Regions from separate parts of the Ovis aries genome. Here region 2 is linked to region 1. The links are chromatin contacts, called in public Hi-C maps. All regions are on one chromosome and are shown on one strand. The core of a region is the stretch at or near the end of the contact, and the rest is flanking DNA. Distances in the headings are between cores, read along the strand shown.

Region 1 (4,955 bases), core at 625-3,124:
AAAAGGTGGGCTCCATTAACTATTCCAAGCAGGTGAGAGGTTGATAAAGGCCTGAACCAAGGCAGGGATGGTGAGAAAAGAGGAGAGGTTGAGTGACTATCTGCAGCAGAACCAGCCGACATAACCTTGTTATTATCATTAAACTCTAACATTTGCTGATCCCTTTAACCTCTGTGGGATATACTAGGTGATATGTGATACCCACATCAGCTCATTCCTCCATTTACTTCTTTGAAGTTTGGGATTTCAAGGATCCTGGTCTCAGGATCAGCTCAGCAGATGGGTGGGCTGTAGCACTAATTGCTCTGATCCCGTCTTGCCCCACGCTCCAGCCCCCAGACACCAACTGCCCCCACTCCTGCTCCAAAGAAATCACTCATCTTTAGTGGTGGTTTTCCAACATTCTGGGGAATCTCTGATTACGTCTGAGGGTAACATTAAATGTTCAAAACATAATAATTTTTAATTAACTTGTTTTTCTGAAAAAGATCTTTGCTATGCACACTCGGGAGGCTACAGAAAGGGAAGCTTAGTTGAGAGAATCAGAGGTTTTCAAAGAGGCCATGTCACAACCGTGAATCAGGTGTGGAGTCACTGTTCCAATCCTCTGTTTCCAACAACATCCACAAGAAAACAAAGCAAGCAGGTACTTTTACTGATAAGTTATAAAACTCTTTCTCTGTGCTATAATTTTTCCCATGCATATTTGCTTTTCCTTGAACTTGGAATTTCCAGTACATGCCTGTTACCCAAAATGCCAGCTGTGTGACATGCTCAGTTGGTAAAGAATCTGCCTGCAATGCAGGAGACTTGGGCTCGATCCCTGGGTCAGGAAGATCCCCTGGAGAAGGAAATGGCAACCCAACTCCAGTATTCTTGCCTGGAAAATCCCATGGACAGAGGAGCCTGGCAGGCTACAGTCCAGGTCACACAGAGTCGGCTGAGCGGCTAAACCACCACCACCACCACCAACCACTATGGGGAAAAAGAAGATGGGAAAGAGGCGCTCACTGCTTGTCTGTGGTCTGAAATCTCACGATCCAGCATATGTTGAAAGAAGGGGGCCACGCGGGTCGGAACAACACTGTTTGTGAGCCTTTCCCACATTCAGGCTGTGAGGCCCCGGGGAGAGGGTGGGCGCGGAGGAAGCAGGGGCTCACCTCTGTACTGCAGCGCGTCCTCGGTGTAGGCCAGCATGCTGGGGAAGGTGCTGCTGAGGGACAGACCCAGGCTGGCCGTCCCCACGAACAGGAAGACCACGTTATGGGAGAAAACAAGAAGCACCAGGAACGTCACCACCACGCCGACCTGTCACAGCAGAGAAGGGGGCGCTGAGGAGCTGGGGAGCAGCTGGGTGGCCGCTGAGAAAGAAAAGCCGGTCCGTCTCCAGACGAAACGCCTCCTGGCCCCGGGCGGGCTGTGTGACTAGGGCACGGCCCTGTGGAGTGCGCGGGAACTGCACCTTCCCCAGCTGCGTCTGCCAAGGAAGGAGAACGCCGAGGACCGGAGAGACCCGGAGAGGAGGGCGAGCAGCCCCCGGCATCGCGCGGACGGCCTGCCGCGCGAGCTTAAGGCGCGGTCGCCTCCTGCTCCCCTCCGCTTACACCAGGCCTCCAAGAGTCACCTGAGAATCGCTACACTTGGCACGTTTGAAAAACACCCAACTCAGGACTTCGCTGGCGGTCCAGCGGTTCAGAACCTGCGCTTCCATTGCCGGGGGGCGTGTGTTTGATCCCCGGACGGGGAACTAAGATCTCACACGTGGCGAGGTGTGGCAAAAACAACAACAAACCGCACCTCTCGCTTACGTTCGCCTGATTGACAGAAGACGCAGGATGCCAGGGCAAGTTAGCAACTCCGCCCCCACTCGGCGTGCCCGCTCGCCAGCGGCCAGCCCAGCCGGGGCCCTCAGCCCGCTCCCCAGCTGCCTACCAGCTCCTCCCCCTCGCCTTGCCTTCCAGCCAGGACACAGACTCCCTCTCCCCATCTTCTTCCCTAGCCAACTGGAAGCGCCCTAAAGCCAGAGAGCTCCACTTAGAGAACACGGCAGCCTAGCCGTTCCCTGCAGGGCCCCGCACACAGCGTGTGTGCTCATCAACCCGTGAGTGACTGTTGAGATCCAGGAGAACATCAAGAGCAGAATAACCCTTAACCCTTAATTTTAAACGGAGTGGAATCTGAGAAGAAACCGCGGTGAATTTGAGACTTGGCAGCTGCACCCTGTTCAGGGCGGTTCAGTTACGGTCCCAGCAACCTGCCGAAGAAAAGCACTTAAAGAGCTTAAAAACAACTCAGACACCCGGGTTCCACTCCACTCCCCGACTCCCCGGGGCCGGGGCCCAGGAATCTGTATATTCCAAAAGCACATGGGGTTGAGGGGGCTAATGTATTTGGGAATCACTTGCTGTAGGATAGTGTTTTTCCAAACTTCTTGATGACAGGAACACCCCCACCCTCCAACCCCCACCCTCGGGTGTCTGTTGACGGTATAGATTGCTAGCCCCTACCCCTGGACATTCGGATTCACCAAGTCTGAGTTGGACCCAGAAATCTGATTTTCCTCTTTAAACCCAGCACCCCGGCTGAGTTTATTGCCAGTGTCTGAGTCCCGTGGAGGCCTCCGACTTCCTGCTTTCTCCCAAACTCAGAGTCACTCTGTCTTTAAGCAGCTGGCCTCGTGTGCTGGAGAGCCGGGCCACCAGCAGCCTCTGTACCCTCATCTTCTCCCCCAGGGGGACCTGCATCGCGCCACCCCTGTTCCACACGCTGCCCTCCGACCCCTCGCCTCTCCCTGGCCTCCCCATTCGCGTCCCCTCTGACCCCGTGTCCTCACAGGCTCCCTCCCTCTCTCCTCTGCCTGCAAATGCACTCACACCACCCAACTCTTGTCAAACAAGCCTGTTCAGCTCCTCACACGTCTGCTTCCTTCTCTCCCTCTCCCTTCCCTTCCCTGCTCTCAGCCCCCATCAAATCCATGCCCCCTGCAGTAGAAGCAATGAGTCCTCACCACTAACCCGCACCACCAGGGAATTCCCAAACTCTTTGAGTTTGGCTTCTACGCCACCCCCACCTCCCAGCTACATTGAACAAAAGTTCTTTCTTTTAAGTCATCAGTCAGCACAAGGCCCAATCCAAGGGCCTTTCTTGGGGCTCATGACCTTTGGCCTCTATGGTGGTGGTGGTGGTAGTCGCTCAGTCGTGTCCAACTCTTGCGACCCCGTGGACTGTAGCCTGCCAGGCTCCTCCGTCCATGGGATTCTCCAGGCAAGAGCCTCTACATTATTTCCCCACCCTCCTCTAGAAACTCAAGAAAGTACATTCTGACAGTGGATTGGACTTCTTGGAGAGGTGGTGAGTTTCCATTCACTAGGGGTGTTTAGACAGATTTTAGACCGCTTGGAAGCAGTATTATAGAGGTGATTTGAGCCCTGGTCAGAAGTTGGGCTAAACAACCTTACAGGAGTCTGTAATCTGGACCTCTTTGTCATAGGTGGTGGCGGGGATACACATCAGGATGGAAAGTCTTAACCACCTCTCAGGCCCAGACCTCCAGAGAGACTAGCTCCTTGAAGGTCATCCTACGTGCTACTCTGGGAGAGCTGCAAGATGCAAATTCCCAGGCACCATCCCCAAGATGGTGCCTCTGCCGGCCACAGCGCTCTGACCTCCTCCCTGGGCACCAGGGTGAACCAGGAAGGATCGAGGTCAGCCTTGCTTCCCTCCTCGTCCGGCAGGCTGTCAGCGGGGACCTGCTCCCGACACAGCACCAGTCACTTCCCATGGCCCCTTTCTTCAGTGGGTACAAAGTCTGAGCCCCAGAGAGAGGAAAGAGCTTTTCCAAGACCATGCAAGTGGGCCGCATGCCTTGGGTTTCCACCCCAGCATCTCTTTCCCACCCTTGTGCGTCGACATTCCACCCCCGCGCCCCGCCCCCCTCACCTGGGGCAGAGTCCAGTCTGAGAAGGTGTCCTGGGGCAGGGCTATGGCACAGGGTGAACGGTTCTTCTGGGTCTCCAAGCAGTGAAAGGGGCCACTTACCACATTGATGAAAACCATGGTGGCTGGCTTTACTCTGGAGGAGACAGGAATGGAGATGAGCCGGCCCAGGGTGATGAAGCCCCAGAAGAGGCTGGGGAGGTAACCGGCCACCTTGTGTCCCACGGACAGCGGCTTCTCCACTGCATAGCTGTACACAAAGGCGGAGTATGCGCCCTGTGGGGAGATGGGTCCCGCTGAGCACACCTGCAGTGTCCCCAGCCGGGCAGGCGTGGTCTGGGCCAGTGGGGACCAGCCCTGCTCCAGAGGCCTGGAGCCGAGCCCACCTGGCACACATGGGCCTGAGCTGAGGCTGGAACCTGGGCGCCACAGCCCGCAGACAGTGCCCACGGGAAGCCTGCAGATGGTGCCCACGGGAGCCGGGGGCTCAGGAAGGTTTTTTGCTAAAGGAAGGGCGCCGCAGCTAAAAAAGGTGTGTACACGCATCTCATTTTACAGATGAAAGGGCGGAGGGAAGTGACTTGCCCAAGGTCACACTGAGCATTGGAAGTCAACCAGTTCTGTCACGAGTACTTTCTACCAGGTCATCTAGGCCTTCAGGGCCTTTTCTTTGGAGAGTCCCTCATATGGCAACCAGTTAATCAATCAGCGACTGCAAACAGTCCTAATCTAATCCTGCAGAGGTTTCTGGAGAAAAGCAGTAAACAGAGTAACAGAGGTCACTGGTGGCTAGCTGGGCCCGGATACTGCCTGTAGCTTGTTTACCACGTGGCTTGAGAAGCCGAGGCTTGGAAAGTGTTCCAGGAAGCAGAAAGCCCTAGCGTCTATATGGCATGACCTCTACCTGGGGGAACAGGGCACTGCCCCTTTGAAAAACGTGTAACACACCAGAGTCCCTTATCCACAGGGTTCATGAAAATAAAAACGGAACAACACAGAAGACCAAGGTTCCCAGAGGC
Region 2 (4,955 bases), core at 1,446-3,945, 53 kb before region 1:
CTCAGGCTGGCATCCAGGGGCCAGCCTTGGGCACGGCCAGGGAATGTGCTGGGGTTGGTCTTCCCCTCGACTGGGAAGCATGTCTGTCCCCAGGGCAGGGCGGCCGGCCGGGGCAGGGTCCCAGGCACAGTTGGCCCCCGTGCTGCCTTGCCTGCCTCCTCCGCTTCCTGGCAGCACACGAGCCTTGGCTGGAGCTCCACCGGCGGGCTCCCGGCTCTGATGCAGCCGACCCTGAGAACGCGGTGTTCCAGGCACGCATGGGCCCCGGAACGGCGGTCAGACGGGCCTTATCCTCAGATGGGAAGCTCTGGGGCGCCCCAGGCAGGGCAGGGTCAGGCCGTGCTTGTCCCTGGCAGATGGTAGGACAGACAGGACGGCTCCCACAGGAGCGCAGCTGGGACGGGAGTCGAGGGTTTCCAGTGGCCGGTGGCAGGGACCTGGAGGAGGAGGCTGGGAAGAGGGGGCGGCCCGGCGCAGCGGGGTCCTCACCTGTGCTCCTCCGCCCCGCCGTGTCTCTCTGCCCTCCAGTCTTCCTTCTGTCTTTCCTTTTTACCCTGGGGCTCCGTCCTCCTCCTAACTGGCAGTGCCGACTGCATCTGTCACACTGACTTGAGGAGAGGCTGGAGGAGACCTCGACATGTGGTTCCAGGGGTCCTCTTCTGGGCCCCCGACCCCCATTCCCGAGGAGACTCCTCTCCGGAGACGCAGACCACGCAGGGTCTGCCCAGTTCTCTGCCCTGCTCCCGATTTTCATTGCAACCCTTTGCTGGCTTCCTCTCGGCCCTGAGATGAAGGCCAGGGCCAGTTCTCACAGCTGGGGGACCCCGTGTCTGGGTGCTGACCTGTCCTGGTGTGTCCCCCTCTCCTCCCCCAGGTTTTCCTGCCCAAGTACCGAGGAGACGACGGAGGCGGTGCCAGCGAGGACGTCGTGATGACCAGCTTCTTGCCGAGCCCCAAGGCCGCATCCCCCTCCCCCCACGGACACGGGGGCCCTGGCGGCCTGCTGGCAGCCCCGCCCGCTCTCTGCGGGGCCTCTCCCTGTGACGGCTCGGTGCGCACCGCGGTGGCTGAGCCGCCCGAGGCCAAGGCGGTCCCGGGCCGTGGCATCTGCCTAGACCTGGCCATTCTGGACAGCGCCTTCCTGCTGTCTCAGGTGGCCCCGTCTCTGTTTATGGGCTTCATCGTTCAGCTCAGCCAGTCCGTCACTGCCTACATGGTCTCGGCGGCAGGCCTGGGTCTGGTTGCCATTTACTTTGTCACGCAGGTAGTGTTTGACAAGAGTGACTTGGCCAAATACTCTGTGTAGGGTGCTCGCCAGGCACGGAGGGCGGAGGGCCTGCCTCCCTGAGTCCAGCTCTCCCTGCTCAGCCTCCTGGGGCCGGGGCTGGTCTTGCCCTTTCCGCTGCTGCCAAAGTGGTTGGTAGGGCTCTCCACTGCCTCCCGGTGGCAGCAAGGTGCTTCTTCCCTCCCAGCCCTATGCCAGTCGTTCGGGCCGGCTGGCTTGGTTGCTCTTCAGAAGGCTTGTCTGGACTTCTCCAAGGGGAGAAGGGCAGGGCATTTAAGTAGGTCCATGCACTGGAATGCGGGACTCTGCCTGGGGATCGCCCAGGCTCAGGGTGGACAGCTGGGGTCCTGGTCAGGATATACCCAGTGAAGGGATCGGGGTAAATCCCAAATTTGAGTAAATGCAGCTGCCTGTTCTAGCACCAAGGGCCTTTATCCTGCAGGTTCTCCCATTGCCGCTCCTGCACGGGAGTTTCTACGGTGAGACTCTGCAGGATTTGCAAGTACGGAAAGGACTTGGGGGGAGCACGATCCTGAGTGGTAAAGGCAAGCTGCCCCGCCCTCCAGCACCCCCTTTCTGCTATTCCCCCTCCCCTACACTTTATTAGGACTTTGCTTGTTGGCCCCTGTGGTGCCATCACAGGGACCCTGGTCTTTAAATATTTAACTTATTTATTTAAGTAGAAGGGGAATCAAAGTGTCTAGGAGTTGGGTAGGATAAGATCCTCGGCGACTAGGTCCCCTGAGATGGTTGGTTATTGGGATGAGGGTTGCCAGAATCTCCTTCTCCTGGAGGGATTGGTCTGGCCTCCAAACTGCCTAACCTTGAGCTTGCAAACTCCACTCACCCCAACTGATACCCCAGCTCCTGGCACCTGAGGTGGGGAGGGCTAGGGAATGTGAAGGGTGGGGCTCCAGGTCTCAGCAGCCTCCCTAGAACCCCCCACCTCGTGACCCTGCCAGCCCCCAAACTCCCCCCCACTCTAGGACTGGGCCTCCAAGCCCACCTTTCCTCGCCCGCTCCACAGTCCCTTCTTTGGGGCTGTTGTGGGACCAGAAGCACAGAGTGTGGCTCTTTGAGCCTCTATCCGTCTCAGCCCCCAGGGCATATCTGTGCTTAAGAACTCTAGTGCAGAAACTCAGGAGCACCCCCTACCTGGGCTAAGGAGGTCTTATCTCTCTGGGGGTTTAAGTGCCGTTTGTAATAATGTCACGTCTTATTTATTTAGCGGAGTAAATATTTTATGCTGTATGTGAGCAATCAGAGTATAATGTTTATGGTGATGAAATTAAAGCCTTCTTCTATGTTTCACTGGTCTTTGTGTCTTTTCTGAGGGGGAAAGACCAGCCCCTGTCAAGACCGGGTCTGGGCAGCGGCAGGTCCCAGCACCGCCAGCAGGGGGAGCCACAGACCAGCACTCATCTGTCTTTTGCCTGTTGCGTTGTCCTACCCGGGGACTGGGGAGCAGCTCTGGGGGGAAGGGGAGTAAGGCACAGGGAGGGGCGCATTTTCCTTATCACAGGGCTCACAGTGTGGCCAAGAAGAGCCTCAACAAGAGGATGCCCCTAGCAGACTTAATGGTCTTTGAAAGCGTCTTTGCTTTCTGGCATTACCAGCTGTCCCAGCTCACCTTGTGTGTTTCTTGCCGTAGATCTGAAATGAGCTATTTTCTCTAAGGGCATCTGATTGACTTTTGTGGGAAAAGGTTGTTTTCCACAGTGACCATAATATTGGCATTGGGAGTACTTATTATTAGGTTGATCATTGGTATTAGGCCTTTTCTGTGGACCAAACTAGGGGAAAAAAATGTTTCACGTCAATACATGGTGAGTTTCTATCGATACTGCCTATTTAGGTTCAGGATTAGAGATTACACGTGTTTATATATATACATACATATATATTTTACTTCTCTAATTTCTACCATGCTGAAACAGAGCTCAAGGCCTGGCCTAGCATGCATGTGTATGTGTGTGAGGAGCAATAAGAGCCACTGGTCTAATGTCAGCCTTTCCGTGCCGCCAGAAATTAGAAGCTGGCCCAGAGGCATGTTCACTGTTTTTCCTGGTCCAAAGGAAATGAACTTTCTGGCTAGCCCCGCACGAGTCATCTACCTCTGTGGTTAGACTTGTTCCTATGTATTCTTCCGATGCACTTGTAAATAAAATTGTTTTCTCGGGCTTCCCTTGTGGCTCAGTGGTAAAGAATCCGCCTGCCAGTGCAGGAGACACAGGCTTGATCCCTGTGGGAAGGGAAGGAAGATCCCACATCCAAAGAGCAGCTGGGCCCGTGCACCATTAGCCTTCGCTCAAAGAACCGAGGAAGTGCACCTCCTGAAGCCTAGAGCCGAGATAAGGCCCTCTGAAATTAAAACAATCTTTTTTATATAATTTCACTTACTTATTCATTGGCTATGCTGGGTCTTTGTTGCTGCGCAGGCTTTTTCTCTAGCTGCAGTGAGAGGGGGCCGCTCTCCAGGTGTGGTCTGCAGGCCAAAGATTGTTTTCTTAATTTCAGAGGGCCTTACTAGCACAAATTTTCAATACTGGAGACCCGCTAAGCCAGCTCACAGGCTGTGAGGTCTTGTGTTGGTAGCTCTTCAGTTGTTGTTTTTTTTATATTGGATTATAGTTGATTCACAATGGTAATTCCTCAGCTTTAAACTACATTCCTCACAGAAATGCCAGCTCACTAAGAAGTACAGAAAAGGGGGAAAGAAGAAGGAAGAAAGGGGGCTCTGGAAAGAAGGAAACTGCAAGTAACCTCAAAGATACCACAAATAGGATTTACTCAGTCCTTTCCACGTGGGTCTCAGATGAGTCAAGGACACAACCTGGCCAGTGTCCTTTAAGATCATTAATTTAGATGGAAAGGAATAAGAGGTGTGATCAGGTGTGCATAGATGTATCAGGTAGGATGTACATAGAAAATTTAAGAACACGAAGCAAAGACGTTAACAGAGTTTAGAGAAAGGAAACGATTGTTGTGGAGAGAGGAGGGTCAGGCTATCCGCACCTCCCTACCTTCACCCCCCAGCGCCTGCCATCTCCCAGAACAGGATGGAGTGCTGGCTTGTGGTCTGAGCCCAGGAATTGGAGGGGGGCTGCCCCATCCTTTGTTCCTTCATGGGTCTGTCTTTCCGGCCTGGGGTGCTTCTCCCTGCAGGAACGGGAGTGGGAGGGGCGGGGGTAGGGAACACCCCCTCGGTGGGCAGCTTGGGGCTGGGGGTGCTGCTTGTGCAGCCGGGGAAAGAGCTCTTGGTTTCCAGGATCAAATTTGACTACAGCGGCCTGGCAGCTTTGTCACCGTTGGCTGGAGGGTTGTGCAGAGTTGAAACTCACTGCTACCCAACACCGTCACGAGATCTCCACACATGAGGAGGAGCATGGGGTGCCCTGGCAATCCCGCCCCTTGACTTCAGTCTGCCCTTGACTAACGCCTGACCTTTGACAAGTCATTCCACTGTGTGTATGCTGAGGGGTTAGCCAACTGTCTCTGCAGACACAGCTCTGGACTCCCGCCCTTCGTGGCTCCGTGCCACGTTCTGCTCCCCAGGATGCTGTTTAGTACCCTGCAGTGCCCAGTGACCGTTCTCTCCTTCTCGTCACACAGTCTTTGTCTACTGTCCCGTGTGCTGGACATGACGTGCACCCCAGGGCTGTGGCAATGA

Evidence for each region. Hi-C and Micro-C count contacts between places; a contact is called where the count stands out from the background.
Region 2: a Hi-C map of hypothalamus shows a contact between it and region 1, with 4 times the contacts expected there. The contact joins two enhancer-like sites. A contact is called at or near these places in 13 of 16 Hi-C or Micro-C datasets (blood, hypothalamus, liver and 7 more).

What each region holds. Positions count from the first base shown.
Region 1 is chr12:3,215,445-3,220,399 of ARS-UI_Ramb_v3.0, reverse strand. MFSD4A (major facilitator superfamily domain containing 4A) reads right to left here. Exons shown (of 9, transcript XM_060396284.1): 6 at 4,039-4,212; 7 at 1,161-1,308. Among named protein-coding and RNA genes, the nearest start is that of MFSD4A, 18 kb to the right of the region's middle. Within about 2 kb of position 1,874, at least 29 of the 54 cell types and tissues checked have an H3K27ac peak or open chromatin away from gene starts, as enhancers often do. A contact at or near this core is called in hypothalamus, where this site is marked.
Region 2 is chr12:3,269,056-3,274,010 of ARS-UI_Ramb_v3.0, reverse strand. SLC45A3 (solute carrier family 45 member 3) reads left to right here. Exons shown (of 6, transcript XM_027976217.2): 6 at 875-2,596. The coding sequence ends at 1,306. Among named protein-coding and RNA genes, the nearest start is that of SLC45A3, 19 kb to the left of the region's middle. Within about 2 kb of position 2,695, at least 5 of the 54 cell types and tissues checked have an H3K27ac peak or open chromatin away from gene starts, as enhancers often do. A contact at or near this core is called in hypothalamus, where this site is marked.